Linked DNA regions of Mus musculus: region 2 is linked to region 1. Evidence: chromatin contacts called from public promoter capture Hi-C data. All regions are on one chromosome and are shown on one strand. The core of a region is the stretch at or near the end of the contact, and the rest is flanking DNA. Distances in the headings are between cores, read along the strand shown. Region 1 overlaps Abi3 (ABI gene family, member 3). Region 2 has its middle 3.4 kb from the start of Arl5c.

Region 1 (3,106 bases), core at 401-2,900:
TCTCCTCCCACCTCCCGACCCTGTCGTGCAGATGGTAAACATGCATATGGAGAAGGTAGCTAGAAGGGAGATCGGCACTTTGGCCACTGTTGTGCGGCTGCCCTCTAACCAGAAAGTCATCCCTCCTGAGAGCCTGCCTTCCCTCACTCCCTACCACAGAAAACCCCTCAACTTTGCCTGCTTGGATGACATTGGCCACGGAGTCAAGGTAAGGGAAACCCTGCTGACCCCCCACTGCCCACCCTGTCCTGCCGTACAGCTAGCTCCCTCTCGTCTCGCCTTTCCCCAAGCTTTTGTACGACCTCACATCCCCTTCTTCCTCTCCACACTCCAGGACACGTGGCCTAAACTCCACTCTCCCTAGGTCCTTAACTTCCCTCTACTCAGACACTGCTCCTGGAAGATCATAAGCTGTCCCGGCCCCACCCCCCACTCCCACCCCACAGTGGGTCGTGTGTGTGGTGTGTGTGTGTGTGTGTGTGTGTGTGTGTGTGTGTGTGTGTGTGTGTGTGAGAAGGGGAAGAGGGGGAGGAGGGGGAAGGGTGTCAGGGCACGCATGAGAACCTCTCCTCAGCCACATGAGAATAGCGACTTCCTCTGTCTGGGGGTTTGAGGTCATTGCTCTAAGAAGTCACTCCAGAATGCTGCTGATAGGGACAGGAGGCAGCAACAAAAAGAGTTGGCGGAGGGGACCTTATCACACTGTGCCCAACTGCTTCATGTCAGATTAGATTAGAAGCTTTCCTGGGTCTTAACCCCTTGATACTATGCCAGACCCCCAGGAGAGAAAATACCTCTTTCCTTCAGTTCCCAGCTCTCTCTATCCGTTCCTTTTTCCTGTCCAGCCTTCTTATCTTTTGTTTTTCTTTTGATGGTGCCCTGGGTGGAACCCAGGCCTTCTATAAACTCAGCAGAAGCTCCATCCTGAGCTATGTACCCAGCCTCCAACTTATCCTTTATCCTGTAATTCCCGTCTTGCCTCTAGTGGGGCAGGGTGACAGAGAACATGACCTCCCCCACACCATCCCCTCCCCTGCTCACGCTGGGGGAAGTCCCAGTTTCAGAGGTGTCTCTTGGCTTTGGGATTGCACCCCATCATTGAGACTCTCCTAAGTGTCTTGGCTTCTGCCATCCCTCTGCCTTGAATTTGGGGACGGTCACTTCCATAGGTTTCTGGGAAACAAGGAGTCCCCCCCCCCCCCGTATGTGAGGCTCCTTAGCTCGCGCTGGAGTACAAGCTAAATCAGAGCTAAGGACCACCAAGCCACCCAGATCCCTGAGAATTTGAGATAGTGTGGGGTTGCAAAGGGCAACTCAGTCACTGTGGCTGTGCAGAGGAAGTGGCCTTCAGACGGCGTCTGTGCTGCGGGTTGTTTTCTGTGGGACGGCTTTGGGGGACCTGCTGCAGGCCTAAGGGGTGGGGGTAGGGTTAGGACGGGAGGAGGGCTGAGAAGTGGAAGTAGGAACTTGCTGAGTCTGGCTAGCCCTCCCAGTTCTCGCCCTCCGCTCCCCTCCCCCATTTCCTCTCAGGGATGTGGGTAAGAATGCCTCCCCGTGTCCCAGATGTCAATCAACCCTATCGTTCTCCCTTCAGGACTTGAGCACGCAGCTGTCACGGACCGGGACCCTGTCTCGCAAGAGCATAAAGGCGCCTGCTACACCTGTTTCCGCCACGCTGGGGTGAGGCCTCAAGGCCATGCCAACCAGCCCTACCCAGCCACTCGTGGTTCTCAACTGCTTCTTCCACCCCTCACCCTCAGCACCTGGCGCCTTGACGCTGCTGCGCCTGGCACCCAGCTTCACCCTCCGCCAGTCGCCCTTCCTCAACCCTAAACTCTGCTCAGCAGAGAACCCTCCCTCCTCACACCACCCTACTCCACTCCCTAGGAGACCACCCCGGATCCCTGAGCCGGTGCAGCTCCCAGCCGTGCCAGACGGCAAGCTCTCCGCTGCCTCCTCTGCCTCTTCCTTGGCCTCGGCAGGGTGAGCACTTGAGTCTAGTGGGTGGGTAGACAGCAGGTGGATTTTGAGAGGTGGCCTCCAGGCAGTCTTGTGGTTGAGAAAACGAAAAACCACTAGCTGGGGGAAAAATTAATGCAGATCTTACTATGAGGTCTGGGGACCCCTCTGGGACGCTGGGCTAGAAGGCGTCCGTCCCTAATCAGCATATAATCTGGTCTTTTAGCAGTGCGGAAGGTGCCAGTGGGATCCCCCAGTCCAAGGGACAGGTAGCGCCTGCAACCCCGCCTCCTCCACCTGTAGCACCTGTAACCCCGCCTCCTCCACCGTTGTCTGCCGAGGTCTTCTTGCCGCCCCCTCCGCTGGAGGTGTCCCAGCCCCCTCTGGGTAAGATGGGTCCTGCCTTCTCAGTATTCACTTTGAGTCTCTCTCATTCAGCCCTGTGCTCCTCAGGGACCCCAGAGAAGCAGTAGATAGACTATTTTACACTAGCCCTGTTTTTGAAGCTTCTCACTTAACGGAACCTTTATAGCTTAAGCCAGCTGCCTAGGTGTTGTCCCGTAGGATCTGTCTACCCTGTGCTGAGTCTGGCTAGAGGCATTATGAGTGATGACAGGAACTGGTTAGAGCTTGAGGATGCTGCAGGGTTGGCCCACTTTCCTTTACACGAACCCTTTTGTCTTCCTTCCCAGAAGCAGAGTTGCCCCTGCCTCCTCCCCCAGCTCTAGAGGGGGATGAACTGGGGCTGCTGCCTCCGCCCCCACCAGGTTTTGGACCAGATGAGCCCAGCTGGGTCCCTGCTAGCTACTTGGAGAAAGGTACCTTTGCAACTCTTGGGACTGAAAGGCAGCAGAATCCGTTGGCAGGTTTCTCTGGCTTCTGTTGCTTTGGCCTTCACTCTCCAAGCCGGAAGCATTTGCTTTCCCTACCAAGGTGCGGGCGACCCTATCTTTTTTCTCCATCTCCTTCCTTTTGGATGAGCTGAGTTCTGAACCCTGCTGGGAAAGAGCAGCTGGCCTGCTATTGAGTAGTACCTGACTGTTCCAAAGCCCCTCTACGCACGACCTAGTATTACAGCTCCTGTATCACCGTGGGCGGGTGCGTGCATGACCGAGGGGACACCTCACAAGGTTCTCTTCTTGCCCCA
Region 2 (3,106 bases), core at 455-2,954, 2.2 Mb before region 1:
CTCTGACCTCCCTGTGCCCTAGCAGCTCCTCACTAGGGAAGGGTGAACTTCGGCTCCTCTGTATCTCAGAGGTTTGCCTGGATCTGCCTCTTGACTGCTGGGATTAAAGACACCACACACTTAGCACCCAGCTTGGTGTGTGTGTGTGTGGTGGTGGTGGGGGGGGTTATTTGTTCACCTCCTCCCGAGACAGGGTGTCACTCAGTACACTCAGTAGACAAGGGTAACCATGTATCTCCAGCTACACTGGGATTTATTCAGCATCCCCAGATGCTGGGATCACAGCAGTGGGTGAACCAGCATGCCAGGAAGTTTTATTTTGGGACAGGTTTACAATGTAACTCTTGACTGACCTGGGACTCATGCAGCTGAGGTGGGACTCAAACTCATAGCAACTCTCCTGCCTCACCCTCCTGAGTGTGATTGCAAAAGTTACAGATGTGCTATCACACGGGTCCTGAGAGCTTTGGAGCCGGGGAGGTTTTCCGCTGGTGTGAAGAGGTTGGAGAGACCAGGCCCCCTGAGACATGTGAGAACAAAATAAGCAGGTGGCAGGCCCCTCCTCGTCACCAGCTGCCAGGATGTGGGCTCTCATAGCTGTTGTCCTGCCTCACACAGCACCTGCAAAGCTTCCTTGCCTTCCTAGGTCTTGTTTTTGAGGTGACAGCTCTAGAAGACTTGAACATCTGGGTCCCCTGCCTGAGTGCTTCTGTTCATAGTTTGTGTTTAAGGGTCAGTCTGACATCGGACCCCTGATGGCCTCCAGATAAGCCAGCAGATCACAGACAGGGATCTGGGCAGCCCAGGGGCAGAGTCCCTTGGGGAACTGATAGTAGAGTTGTTGAGAGCCCTGCTCTGCCTCCCATCCTCCCCACTACCTTTGCATGGTAATCGATCATTCACGTCTATGTTTAGGTGTGGAGCCAGCATTTATTAAAGATCTCCTCTGTGGTAGGCACAAGTCAAACTGGAAACCACAGATAGCGCTCCAAGTTTCTTGCTGTGGGGGAGCAGTCAGTACCGGGAACACCAGTTCCTTAACCAGAGAGGTCAGAGAAGGCTTTGAGAGGGAGGTGAAGCTCCCTTGAAACCTGGGAACATGGTTAAGTTAACCCGAGGCAGAGAAGAGGGAGGAAGTTCCTAGTGCAGAGGAGAGAGGGGACATGCATGACATGCTAGTGGCTCCTGACTAACACAACATGGTGACAGCTGGTGGCCAGAGCAGCTTGGCAGGAGCAGGTCACAGCAGGCCTTCTAAGTTTTGTTCTGAAGGACTGTAAATGGTCATGGCTAGACACGGTCTTCCCTGCAGATAGATGATGCCGCTGATATCCACCTGGGAGGAAACCTCAGTTCAGGCCATAGAGGAAGGCAGCCACTGACCCCTAGAGGAGTCCAGCGGGGTGTGTGTGTGTGTGGGGGGGCAACTTTACCAGCCTCCACAAATATCATTATGTGCTGCCTGTGATCCCCAAGTTCATAATTCTTCTGCTCCAGGAAACCCTGATTTTGGAAAGAGTAGGGGTTAGGGGGTTGAGATGGAGGAAGCAGGTGTCCAAATACGTCTCTTCCTGCACCAGCTGCCTACAACTGCATTTGCTCAGAACTTAGGTAGGTATTTCTAGCCGGCACAGATAGTAGAGATGGGGAGGAAGTCTTGTTTTTAGGTAACCACGCCCTCTACCCACTTAGACTGCCGGATCAGCAAGCTCGTGGGTGTGGACACGTGAGGACTTTAACAGCCATGACATCAGCCAGCTTGGTGCTGCCACCACTTCTGGGACTCAGAAGCTGAGGCAGGGGGATTCCCTCCTAACTGATTTCCTTTCCCTCACTGCTTCTCTGACTAGCTTCTTCCAACTCTGGTGGATACTGCCTCTGTGACAGAAGGGGGGCAGGCCACAGATCCCAGGTCAGCCCAAAGGTTCACTGTCCCCCCCCTTTTTTTTAATTGATATGAATACAGTGTCACTGTCTTCAGACATGCACCAGGAGAGAGCATCAGATCCCATTACAGATGGTTGTGAGCCACCATGTGGTTGCTAGGATTTTTTTTTTTTTCAAGACAGGGTTTCTCTGTGTAGTTCTGGAACTCACTCTGTAGACTGGCCTCAACCCCAAGTGCTGGAATTAAAGGCGTGTGCCACCACTCCCCAGCAAGGATCACTATCCTGAAATAGGCTGGGTTAAACTGAGGCCACTTTGGCCCAGGATGGGCTTGTGGTTTCAGTCCAATATCCTAAATCTTGTTTTAGCTTCCATAGTGGCTGTCTAGGCTTCCTTCTAAATCAAATCTTCTCAGAGAAGTGTGTGTGTGTGTGCACGTGTGTGTGTGTGTGTGTGTGTGTGTGTGTGTGTGTGTGCACTCGCGCATGTGCGTGTGTGCATGCGCTTGCACAAACAGCATGGAGGCCAGAAGAGAATGCTGGATCCCCTGACCTCCATGGACGCCAGGAACCAAACTCTATTCCCCTGGAAGAGCAGAAAGCCACTCTCAACCCTTCCTAACTGAGCCCTCTCCAGCCACCACCGCAGTTCTGTTCTGTTCACTCAGTGTGCCCCCAGCTTGCCGAATGTCACTTTCAATTCTGCAACTGGGTGACAAAGCAGGACGCCTTTCTTCCCCTAGGAACCAGATGGCAGCCATGCCTCAAACACTGGGTGATTTCTCCAAATACCTTCTGTGCCCCTGTCAAGCCTCCCAGCCCCAACCCCAGCTCCCTTCCTGGGGCTGACATGGAATCAGCCCTGATGGACTGTGTGGATCATGTCTTCAATTCTGTGTTGTTCTAGCTCTGTCCACCAAGAGGAATGGGATGAAGGTGTGTGTCATATGTGCCTGGGTGGGTCTGTGGAGGCCAGAGGTGAGCTTCCAAGGGTTGGTTCTGTTTGTCTTTGCTTACCACAAGCATCCCAGTTAAAGGCTGCCAGGTGTTTCCCTTTCAAAGCAGAGGAGACATTGAAGCACGGGCACTGGTGAGAGATCTGGCTAAGACCGGGGCCTGAGTGAGGACCAGTGGATGTAAATACTGCTGAAGTAGGCACGCAGGGGCTGTTTATGGAGGCTCTCAAAGGCCACATAAGGAAGTTGCTTTGAACTCAGTGG

What was found. Promoter capture Hi-C pulls out the DNA fragments that hold promoters and counts their contacts.
Region 2: a contact with region 1 is called in a promoter capture Hi-C map of pre-B cells, with 5 times the contacts expected there. The contact joins two enhancer-like sites. A contact is called at or near these places in 2 of 39 promoter capture datasets (the C10 cell line and pre-B cells) and 1 of 115 datasets of contacts at active chromatin or transcription factors (bone marrow-derived dendritic cells).

The regions. Positions count from the first base shown.
Region 1 is chr11:95,832,880-95,835,985 of GRCm38.p6, reverse strand. It overlaps Abi3 (ABI gene family, member 3), which reads left to right. Exons shown (of 8, transcript NM_025659.4): 3 at 32-208; 4 at 1,595-1,680; 5 at 1,888-1,983; 6 at 2,186-2,346; 7 at 2,652-2,777. Among named protein-coding and RNA genes, the nearest start is that of Abi3, 8.0 kb to the left of the region's middle. Within about 2 kb of position 1,650, at least 156 of the 459 cell types and tissues checked have an H3K27ac peak or open chromatin away from gene starts, as enhancers often do. A contact at or near this core is called in bone marrow-derived dendritic cells and pre-B cells, where this site is marked.
Region 2 is chr11:97,998,044-98,001,149 of GRCm38.p6, reverse strand. No RefSeq gene overlaps it. Among named protein-coding and RNA genes, the nearest start is that of Arl5c, 3.4 kb to the right of the region's middle. Within about 2 kb of position 1,704, at least 88 of the 459 cell types and tissues checked have an H3K27ac peak or open chromatin away from gene starts, as enhancers often do. A contact at or near this core is called in bone marrow-derived dendritic cells and pre-B cells, where this site is marked.